3 separate regions of the Sus scrofa genome follow, and regions 1 and 3 are each linked to region 2. The links are chromatin contacts, called in public HiChIP or PLAC-seq maps. All regions are on one chromosome and are shown on one strand. Each heading gives the region's core, a stretch centred on a gene start, on an enhancer-like site or on the middle of the called end of the contact. The rest is flanking DNA. Distances are from core to core; before and after follow the strand shown.

Evidence for each region. HiChIP or PLAC-seq counts read pairs in DNA pulled down with a chosen protein or histone mark.
Region 1: a contact with region 2 is called in an H3K27ac HiChIP or PLAC-seq map of skeletal muscle, with 5 times the contacts expected there. The contact joins two enhancer-like sites. A contact is called at or near these places in 1 of 5 promoter capture datasets (fetal liver), 19 of 47 Hi-C or Micro-C datasets (alveolar macrophages, blood, brain and 13 more) and 2 of 2 datasets of contacts at active chromatin or transcription factors (alveolar macrophages and skeletal muscle).
Region 3: a contact with region 2 is called in an H3K27ac HiChIP or PLAC-seq map of skeletal muscle. The contact joins the promoter of IFI6 here to the enhancer-like site in region 2. A contact is called at or near these places in 1 of 5 promoter capture datasets (fetal liver), 8 of 47 Hi-C or Micro-C datasets (embryonic fibroblasts, epiblast stem cells, fetal skeletal muscle and 5 more) and 2 of 2 datasets of contacts at active chromatin or transcription factors (alveolar macrophages and skeletal muscle).

The regions. Positions count from the first base shown.
Region 1 is chr6:84,795,996-84,799,472 of Sscrofa11.1, reverse strand. The region is part of intron 2 of LOC110261122 (ankyrin repeat domain-containing protein 34A-like); the gene reads left to right. Among named protein-coding and RNA genes, the nearest start is that of AHDC1, 23 kb to the right of the region's middle. Within about 2 kb of position 2,057, at least 29 of the 83 cell types and tissues checked have an H3K27ac peak or open chromatin away from gene starts, as enhancers often do. A contact at or near this core is called in skeletal muscle, where this site is marked.
Region 2 is chr6:84,526,429-84,530,062 of Sscrofa11.1, reverse strand. It overlaps WDTC1 (WD and tetratricopeptide repeats 1), which reads right to left. Exons shown (of 15, transcript NM_001135964.1): 12 at 1-131. Among named protein-coding and RNA genes, the nearest start is that of TMEM222, 19 kb to the left of the region's middle. Within about 2 kb of position 1,927, at least 16 of the 83 cell types and tissues checked have an H3K27ac peak or open chromatin away from gene starts, as enhancers often do. A contact at or near this core is called in alveolar macrophages and skeletal muscle, where this site is marked.
Region 3 is chr6:84,856,293-84,859,747 of Sscrofa11.1, reverse strand. It overlaps IFI6 (interferon alpha-inducible protein 6), which reads left to right and starts at 1,676. Exons shown (of 5, transcript XM_021095660.1): 1 at 1,676-1,830.

The DNA of each region.
Region 1 (3,477 bases), core at 808-3,307, 270 kb before region 2:
CTGCCTGGGCTCCGGGCCCACGTGCTGATATTTATTTTCTGTAGTAAAATCCATTTTTAATGCCGTTACTTTTGAAATAATATAGAGAGAAACAAATGTGATGTGTTTAAGTTGCCCTCTGTGAGTTTTTAATGTGATCTATGGCTGAGGTACTGATGGAAGGAGCTGTTGGGCTTGGAGAAATTTGGTGTCATAAAGAAAAAGAGCTTGCTGTTTGTTATGGTTGCTGGGCTGGGGGGTCTGGAACAGGGTCGCGGGGGCAGGGAGTCCCAGCACCCCCAGGTGCTGTGATGGACAGCATTGCCTCTCACTTTGGAGGTGTGTGGGTTCAGGATTATTTTGCACAAGCCCTCCCTAGTCCTTGATGGGGCCTTTGGTGAGGGGACTTGGGAGCTGGGGGGCTTTGCCCCCCACATTTCACCTGCTTAGATTTTGGCAGGGAGGCTTCTGGAACCCCTGCTGAGCTAAGTGGAGGTGTACTGTGGGGAGGATGGATTTGGATTCTGAAGGAGATTAAGGGATGGGATCGCCACCTGCTTGGTGTGGCTGTGCTGGAGGCTTGAGGGACAAACTGCCCCTGGCTGAAGACTTTTTTTTGAAGTGGGGGGCCGCGGGGTGGGGGGGCTTCTCTGGACCAGTGGAGCCCCAGAGGGACATTGGCTGGTTTCAGACCCGCCTGGAACACTGGCTCAAGCCACTACCTCCTCTTGCCTCTGTTCCCCATTGGATAGGGGCTTCCTCCAGGCAGATTCGATCCCCCTCACTTTTCCTCTCTGTCCCACCCACCCCCTTTTCTTTTAAATTTGGTTTGTGGAATACCGAGCTCTGTCTCATGTCAGCCACCCAAGACCAGGGGTACCGTGGTACCAGATGCCCAGGCACTTCTAGTCTGATTAGTGAGGTCAAGCAGACTCACTGTCATGGGATGGAGCCCAGCTCTGTCTCTGGGTCCCCTGGGTCTTTTGGGACAGAGCCGGGGAGGGGAAGCCAGGATGGGGAGCCAGGATGGGGTGGAGCTGGGAACTGTAGGGGGAGGCAAGGGTAACATTGTTGCTAATGTCAGCAGATGGGCCCCCCAGGGAGGTGGGGAGGAGAGAGACAGAGACTGCCTCACGGGACATGGAGAGAGGAAAGATGGTGACAGAAGCCAGTGATGAGGGGGTGAGCGAGAAAACAGTCAAGGAGAAGAGCCAGAATCGCAGCCCCTGGAGATGGCGACCAGGGGACCAAGAAGGGCTAGGCACATGCCACTCCCACCCCAAGAGCCTGAAATGAGTGGGTACGGAGCACCTCTCACCCAGGGTGAGATGCCGGCTCGGATTGTATTTGGAGGAGAGACAAGCCAGTGTCTCTGGGAGGAGGGAGGAGGACAGGTGGGGGAGAGGGAAGGACTCGGGAGGAGGGAGACCTGGGAGACCGGGGGATTCCAGGGGTCACTTGACCAGTGCTCCTGCCCCGGGGCAGCGTCTCCCCACTGCCTTCTCTGAACCTCTGGGCACAGAGCCCAGCTCTTCTTTGGACCGGGGGCGGGGCCTGAGGCAGGTACGGCGCCTCACAGGTTGTGGGCGCTCTGTGCCAGGAGGCACCAGGGTTTTATAAGCAGGGAACATGAAGAACCTTAGACACACCAGGGGCGTCATCCAGTTGGATTCCCGCCCCCCCACCTTGTTGGGCAGGAGGAAACCCAGTCTAGAGAGGGGGGCCGCTTGCCCCCGTCAGACCCTTGGCAGAGCCAGGCCTGGGACCTAGCTCTTTCCCTCCACCTCTCTCTGTAGTTGGAGACTTGGAACAGCTACAGGGGGCCTCCTGGGTGCAGAGGGGGGCCGGAGCCTGGGGAGAGGAGCGGGCGGGCACCCTTGTGGCCAGAGCCCCCCCAGGGGAGGGGGAGGCGCTGCTGCTGCCGGAGAGAGAGGGAGGGAGGGGAGAGAGGAGGGGAAACAGTGAGTCAGGCTTCCAAGAGCTGAGGATGAGAGAGCCAGAGCTGGGAGGGAGAGGGCAGGGAGGGCTGCTCAGAAGTGCGGAGAGGGAGGGGGCCCAGCAAGGGGCAAGGAGAGCTCTAGAGGGAGGGAGCCAGACCCTGGCCCCGGCCCAGCAGCAGGGCTGTGGGGAGGGTGCAGCCAGTGGTGGACTTTGCCCGTGGCAGGTCAGGAAGGAGCCAGTTCTGCCCCCGCGGCGTCCCTTCCTTTCCCTATTCCTGGTTTATGATCCCACCCTGGGGTCTCAGGAGGAATGGCTGTGTCATCCCCTCCCTTCCTCAGTTTCCCATCTACTGCGGGGTTTGGGAGCTACTCTCAGAGGGGCATGGGGGAAGCAGAGCCTCCAGGGAGGTGTCGAGGGGCACCTCCTCAAGCCACGCCGCCCCTTTGGAGGCTCCCGCCAGTCAGGGTAGGGTGGCAGGTCTTTCGGGGTTCCCTTCCCCTTGAGCCCTCTGGGAGTTACTGGACCAGGGAGTGGGGGTCATGGGCCGTGAGTGCTGGGATGCAGTGTGTGTGTGTGTGTGTGTGTGTGTGTGTGTGTGTGTGTGCGCGCGCGTGCTGCTGGTCTGGCTGTGGCAGGTGGACTGACTGGGGCCTCCCAGGATGGCCAGTGCCTGGACAGGGCTGTGATTTCCACATGTCCAGAGCCAGCCTCCATTTGGGGAGTAGGCAGACACTCGTGTGACCCCCCTATATCCCTGTGGGTCAGATGCTCTGGGGCAGCTGGGAGGGGAGTGATCCCTGTGGGAGCTGGTGAGGACTGCCTGTGCGGCCCCTCATGTCTGGAGCTGGGACCAGAACTGGAGGGATCCCCAGAGGCTGCCTGGAAGGGAGGAGGGAGGGGCCCCCTCCCAGCCGGCTCACAGGAAGCCATCTCTAGCCCCTCCCTAGAGCGAGGCCTGGCACTGCCCCCCCACTTGGCCCGTCCCTCCTGGATCCTTAGCATCTCTTTCTTCCACTAGGGGATGGGGAAGGTGGGCACTAAAGCTCCCTCTCCCACAGGGCCTGGCTTTGGGGGGAATGGTGAAGTGAGGGCAAAGTGGGGGCCCCTGCCTCCCTCCCCCTTCTGCACGTGTACACAGACTGAGCTGCAGGGAGGCCCTGCTTTCTCTCCTCTTTCTGCTCTGGGGTCCTTGGCTTGGGAGCCCAGGGGAGGGGCCGCTTCTGCAGCTGGCTGGCCCCCCGAACTCCCAGCTCAGCCCAGCTGCTACCGAAGCTTCCAGAAGCTGCAGCTCTGCCCCCTCTTCCCACCCTCTGAACCAGGAAAGGCTTTTGCTGACCTGGGGGAGGGCGCCTTGTGAGCGAGTGGGCACCCTTAGAAGGACTAGCACAGACAACCAGACAGATGGGTGGCGGAGCAGATGGACAGAGACACCCACGCACAGGCAGACGGAGAGAGACGGACAGATGGACCAGGACAGGGAGAGACGGACAGACAGAGGTGCTGGCAGAGAGCGGAGTCAGAAAAATGGAAGCGCCTGGGAAGAGAGAAACGGAGAGA
Region 2 (3,634 bases), core at 678-3,177:
ACTCCAGGGCCTCAGCCACGTACTTGAGCTCAAAGAGGCATCGGGCCAGGCGGAAGTGTGCCTTCAGGTGGCATGGATTTAGGGAGATGGCCTTCAGGCAGTCCCTCAGGGCATCATAGTGGTCACCATCCCTGGGAAGGCAGGGGAATATGGCTTGGAGGTGGGGTCACATGGCAAGCAGGGAGTTCCCACTCGTTCTCCTTCACTTTCTATGGCCACCCCAGCCCACCTTTGAGAGATCTCAGGGCAAGGGTACTTGGGGGTAAAGAGAATTCGGGCTCAACCCAGGCCTTGCTCACCAGGAGACAGAATATGTTAAAGAGGCAGGGCAGGGAGTTCCTGCTGTGGCTCAGAGGGTTATGGATTTGACTAGTATCCATGAGGATGCAGGTCCGATCCCTGGCCTCGCTCGGTGGGTTAAAGATCTGGTGCTGTTATGAGCTGTGGGGTAGGTCACAGATGTGGCTTGGATCCCTCATTGCTGTGGCTGTGGTGTAGGCTCAGATTTGACCCCTAGCCTGGGAACTTCCAAATACTGCAGGTGCAGCCGAAAAATAAAGGAAAAAAAAAAAAAAAAGAGGCAAGCCAGGAACCTGGAGGTCTTGGCAGGGTAGGAGGTGGGAGGTGGGTGTGTGGCAAAAAGCAGTGTCCGGCTGCCCTCTGCTGGACACAGAGTGCAAGTGCATACCCAGTCATCCCAGGCACCCGCAGCTCTGCAGCAGAAGGCCTGGCATCTTGCCTGCCTCAGGCTCCCCAAGCCCTCCTTCTCTCCTCCACTGTCCACCTCCTCAAATCCCCCCGGCTGGCCTTCAAAGCCATGTCCAAGGCAGGGGGCCCTCAAGGGCAGTTCTGTGGTCTGAGGAAGCCAGAAGTGCTAGGCTGGGGACTCAGGCTCTGACCAGCAGGCAGCAAGCCCTCAGCCAGACCCCCCTCTGTCCTGGCTGACTGATCCACAGCAGCTGTGGCCTCTACCTCCCGGGGCTGGAGGATGGGGCCTGACAGTCTGGCAGAGTCAGTTCTCTGGAAGCTGATGGTGGGGGGTCAGGCAGGGGGTGCAGCACACCAGGAGCGCCACATCATCCACTCTAACTTCTCCAACTCCCAAGGCATGGATATGCGGACGTGGGGATGGTTTTGGGGGTGGGAACTGGGGGAGAGGCCAAAGAAGCTCCTCTTGCTCCTGTCTTGTGGCAGAATATAAGATACTCATTTCCCACGTTTCATCTGGAGAGCCAGGTGGGTCACGGGAGCTACTGCTCCTTTAGGAGCTGTTTTTTTTCCTGCTGGGCTGAGGAGGGCCTAGGACCCAAGTGTGCTAAGCAGCACTCCCCAGAACTAAAGTCCCCTCCCCCAAGGCATGGCTCACAAGCCTCCTGCATGGGGCCGAAGCAGCCCTGACTGATGGGGGAGAGGGCTCCCTGAGCCTCCTCTCCCACAGCACTCAGAGGGAGCATCAGGTCCCTGCAGCAGCCACGCTCAGTCCAGGAACAAGCAGCCCAGTCCAGCTGGGGGCCCGCAGGAGACAGAGTGCTTCGATGGCATGGCCTGCGTCAGAATGAGTGGCTGTGACGAAGGAGCACGCGCTGTTTGGAAACCCAATTACCGCCTGCAAGGTGCCCCTCAGAGCTCCTGGGGAGAGCCAGACCAGAGAGCAGCCAGGAGCCAGAGGGTGACAGCTCCCACTGCATCCAGGAGCAGATGGCAGCCCTGGGGAGACTGGCCTGGGACAGAATGTGACATTCTAGGGGTCACTGGCAGGCATGAGGGGATGGGGAGAGAGCAGGCTGGCCCGAGGGCTCACCCATCCAGACTCACTGCCAGATCAATCTCCCTGAAAAGACAGCCCTCAGCACATCCCTCTCCTGCTCAAAACTCTTCAGTAGCTGCCCATCATCCACTGAATCGAGGCCAAAACGCCACCGCTCTGCATTCCAAGTCCTTCCCAGGCTGGCCCCAGGCTACCTCACAGACTCATCTCCTGCCAGTCCCTTCCAGAACCCTCTGCTCCAGCCAAATGGATTTGTTGTTCTGCAAACAAGCTCTTCAGTCAGTCCCCCACCCCCACGCCTTTGTTCACACCATTTCATCTCCCTGGGAATGTCCTTTCCCCACAGTCCCCTCCTCCTTTCATCTCCTCGTCTAAGCCTGCCCACACTGAAAGCCCATTCAGACACCACATCTTCCTGGTGCTTCCCTGATCCCCAGTTAAAGGGACCTAACTTTGCCTGAAGCCCACAGCACTTCACCTGACCATTCAAAGACTTCCTGCTTCTGCCTCTTGGGTGACGAGCTATGTCCACGTCTTTACCCCCTGTCCAGAGGCCGGGCACTCGGGAGCACAGCAGCTCAGAGTGCCAGAGCTTTGTTTCCCTAGTTCCCATGGCATAGCAGGGATTCAGAGCCCAAGCTGAAGGTACCATGGACTGGGAAACCATTAGTCTCTCTTAGCAAGAATGCAGGAGGGAGACAGCTCTCAGCCCAGAGCCTGGACGAAGTCGACTGCATTCTGCCCACCTGCTGGGACAGAGGAAAACACCCCAGGATGGCCCCCCAACTGTCATCTCCTGGGGCTGGCTGCCATCTGAGCCCTTGGCAAACTCCTGATGCCTGAGCTAAGACCTGTGGGGGTAGCATCTTCTCAAACCCCTATCTACCATCCTGCTGACTTGGGTGGGTTTCTTAAGCTTCCCTCTCTGGCCTGCCTAGCTGCAGCCAGACGATGGCACACCAGCTGGCCTGTCTGTCTGGGCAGAGCCGACGGATGCCAGACGGAGCAGAAATGGCTGTGGGCCCAGCTCTATCCATCTCCCGTCCTGGCCCTGGCTGGGGGATGGGGTCTGCCTGCCTGCTTGCCTGCTGGTGCTACAGGCAGAAGGGCTGGGGGCCCTGTGGGTCTCCAAAGATAAAAGCGTTTCTCAGGCTATGGACCTACTCCTTTACCTCCAGCCACTACAACCCAGCAAGACCCACTGTCAGTTTCAGATGTCTGGGATCTTGTTTGTGCTTGGTCTAAATAAAGGGTCCAAGAGCACAAGAGAGCAAGCCCCAAGGTCAAGGAGCTGCAAAATCATTTCAGACAGATACCAACTGAGTTCACCAAATGCCTCATTTCCATCCAGCAAGATTCTACTGCTCCTTCAAAGTCCACTTCAAGGCCCAGTTCCCCAGGAGGTGGGATTAACCATTTTCCCACTCCCTGCTTCCTCAGTGGCCACAGCACTTTATAACAAAGCACCAAATTGAAGCTACTTGTGAACATGCACCACTTAAGTGTGAGCTTTCTTTCTTTTTTTCCTTTTCTTTGGTCTTTTCTAGGGCTGCACCCACGGCATATGCAGGTTCCCAGGCTAGGGGTGCAATTAGAGCTATAGCCACTGCCTACACCATACCTCACAGCAACGCCAGATCCTCAACCCACTGAGTGAGGCCAGAGATGAAACCCGCAACCTCATGGTTCCTAGTCAGATTCATTAACCACTAAGCCACAACAGGAACTCCATGTGAGCTTTCTTGATGCTTAAGACTTCTTGACTAATGTGTCAGGTGCCTTCCCACCACCAACCTGGAGGTGGGGAGGAGACACCTGGGCCTAAGAAGCCCTAAGAGGCAGCAGGATGTCACTGCTGCCTTCCCT
Region 3 (3,455 bases), core at 427-2,926, 330 kb before region 2:
TCACAGATAAGGTTTAGATCTGGCTTTGCTGTGGCTGTGGTGTAGGCTGGCAGCGAAAGGTCTGATTCAACTCCTAGCCTGGAAACATCCGTATGCTATGGGTTTGGCCCTGAAAAGACAAAAAAAAAAAAGAAAAGAAAAGTAAAGTGGAACATTGGAGATAAGCAGATCTGTGTAAGTGGCATATAGATGGATTAACAGGAGTTAGTGAAAAGTATGCAGATCTTTGTGTCTCACATTTTTGCTCACCATTGACCTCCTACTGCAGATGAGGCTCTCCAGCCAGATGGTCAGATATCCCATCCTGTGGATGTCAGCCCGCCTGTAAACTTAGTTACCCTGCTACTTTGCAAAAGACTCATAAAAGGGTGGCCATGGTGGCAAGGATGGAGGCTATGAATGGACCCAACAACTTGGCATCCCTTTCACCAAGGCTGATCTAACAATGGCCAACAAATAGCCCACCAGCCAGCAGCAGGCAGCAGCATAGCAACATTGGTCAGAGAGAGCAGCCAGCACTGTGGTGGCAGGTCAGTTACATCAGTCCCCTTCCACTTTGGAGAAAGCAATGATTCATTTTCCTGGAATTGTTATGTACTCCAAATATGGATTGTACTTCTAGTTCTGCAAGCAATAATATCTGAAAGTTTAAAGAATACTCAATCTGGAGATCCTGTTGTGGCTCAGCGGGTTAAGGACCTGACATTGTGTTCCTGAAGATTCGGGTTCGATCCCTGGCCTGGCTCAGCGGGTTAAGGATCTGGCATTGCTGCAAGCAACAGTCACAGATACTGCTCAGATCCAGTGTTGCTGTGGCTGTGGTGTAGGCTGGCAGCTACAGCTCTGATTCCACCCCTAGCCTGGGAACTTCCATATGCCTTGGGTGTGGCTCTAAAAAGAAAAAAGAGAGAGAGAAAGGAAGAAAGAAAGAAAGAAAGCGCAATCCATTACCCAGGGCTAGAAGACCCATTTTAATGGCAAATTAAATGTGTGGCAATGGCCTCTGAACGTGGGCGTCACCGGTCTTACCATATACCCATCACCCAGAAGCAGCCAGCCTGAGAGAACAATGGAATGGAGTGATTTCATTTCCACAAGCTTTAATCTCCTCTGCAAAATAGGTCTGTACACAAATGACGGTAGTCACAAGACTTGTGGGATTGGATCTCTTTCCAGGCCCTTGTATGCAGCAAGTGCTCAATAAATGCAGGCATGATTATTACTTTGTTTTTTCAGGGACGCACCCATGGAATATGGAAGTTCTCAGGCTAGGAGTTGGATTGGAGCTGCAGCTGTTGGCCTACACCATAGCTCATGGCAACGCTGGCTACTTAACCCACTTAGCGAGGCCAGGGATCAAACCTGCAACCTCATGGTTCCTAGTCGCATTTGTTTCCACTGAGACACAATGGAAACTCTTGTGGGCATTATTATTAATTGACTCGAATTGTGAAAGACCTTGTGCCCCAAGAGGTGCTGGTGGTCTGGCTTCACTAAGCCCTGCAGGGCTGTGGACCCCACCCTAATGTGACCTGCTTTGAATACTCTTAGCTGTTTGGAAAGTCACTGGCTTGAATTATACTGTCTGGCCACTAAGCAGCTCAGCAGAGATATTGTCACTGAGCAGAGCTGTAGGGAGGAGACAAGACACTGTAGAACCCTGGAAATGGAAACTGAAACTGGAAACTTGACAGCAATTGGCCACTTGGGGAGGAGAGTTACAGCAGTGGGAAGGATTATAAAAATCCAGCCTGAGAGCCGTTATCTCACTGCTACTGCCATCTATCAGCAGGCTCCAGGCAAGAAGATTTCTTTTCTGCTCTCTTCAAGGTAAACCCAGAAGCTATAAGGTGTGGGTGTCAGGCTGCCTGCCTGTGAGCCTCAGGCCATGAGGGCCAGGATGCCCATTCCTCAGGGAGGCTACACCATTGAGTCCCCTTTAGTGTCCTGGACTAAGACTGGTCTGAGGGCATGGGTTGGTGGGCTTTTAGGGGTTGGGATGCTAAGCTGCAGGAGCTATGAGACTTCGCTTATAGGTGCCATGTCAACAGTATATGGCCTTAATCCTGTCCCTTTGACTCCTCATCTGTGAAATAAGGATCAAGCTACTTTACCTGCCCAAGGGACTGGATGATCTCTGAAAGCCCTTTATCCTAGGATCTACTGTGACAGTGAGTTTATCTTTGAGGATAGATGACAGGATCTGAAGTAAACCTCCAAAGTGTGGGTCTGGGCATCAGTCAATTATGGCTTTAAATCCTGATTCTGCTACAGCTGGGCAGGCCTGGGAGTGTTACTTTTCTGAGTTTGAGTTTCCTTATGTATAATACGTGGTTGAGAATAACGGCACCCGAGTTCCCGCCGTGGCACAATGGTTAACGAATCCTACTAGGAACCATGAGGTTGCAGGTTTGATCCCTGGCCTTGCTCAGTGGGTTAGGGATCCAGCATTGCCGTGAGCTGTGGTGTAGGTTGCAGACGCGGCTCCGATCCCAAGTTGCTGTGGCTCTGGCGTAGGCTGGCGGCTACAGCTCTGATTCGACCCCTAGCCTGGAACCTCCATATACCGTGGGAGCGGCCCAAGAAAATGGCAAAAGACAAAAAAAAAAAAAAAAAAGAATAACGGCACCTACTTCATGGGGTTGTTATGGGTATACATAACTTTGTGCCAGAAAGTGCTAAGTAAGTACTCAACATAGGGGAAATTGTTGGGGGTTTTGTTGTTGTTTGTTTTTAATTCAAGGAAAAAGCATTAAGCAGACAAAGATCACATTAGAGTTGGGGGGGATATGTGTTCTCCTATTTTGTAGTGTCATGGAAATAGCATAGGTTTTGGATTCTGACAGACCTGAGATGTGTCTAGGCTGCACAATTTGCTCTGTGACCTTGGGCTAGCTCCTTTACCCTCCTTTCTTTCTGAAAAACGAATATGAGATCAGTGTTTGGTGCCTGTAAATATTCAATGCATTGTAAGAATAAGTCTATCAGGAGTTCCCTGGTGATTCAGTGGGTTAAGGATCTGGCATTGCCACTGCTGTGGTTTGAGTCACTTCTGTGGTGCAGGTTGGACCCCTGGCCCAGGAACTTCCAAACTTCCACAGGCCGAGAATGCGGGGCGGGGGGCGGGGGGGGGGAGAAGTGTAGCAACAACCATTGTGTAGAAAATTCTGTGTGACAGGCACTGTTCTAAATGCTAGGGATACAGTGGTGAACAGTTTCAAAACTCACAGCCACCCAGCCAGAAATAGGTTCTATTAATACTCCCACCTTAGGGATAGGGAAACTGAGGCTCCAGGAAGTCCCAGGTATCCTGCTCAAGGCCAGACAAAGCCAATAACAGAAGCCACACTAATAACACTAGCTGACTCTGGTGAGTGCACACAACGTGCCAGGGACTGTGCCAGAAGAGGATTCAGCTCCTTCCGGTGTGGCAGGAACTGCTCCCTTTTTTTTTT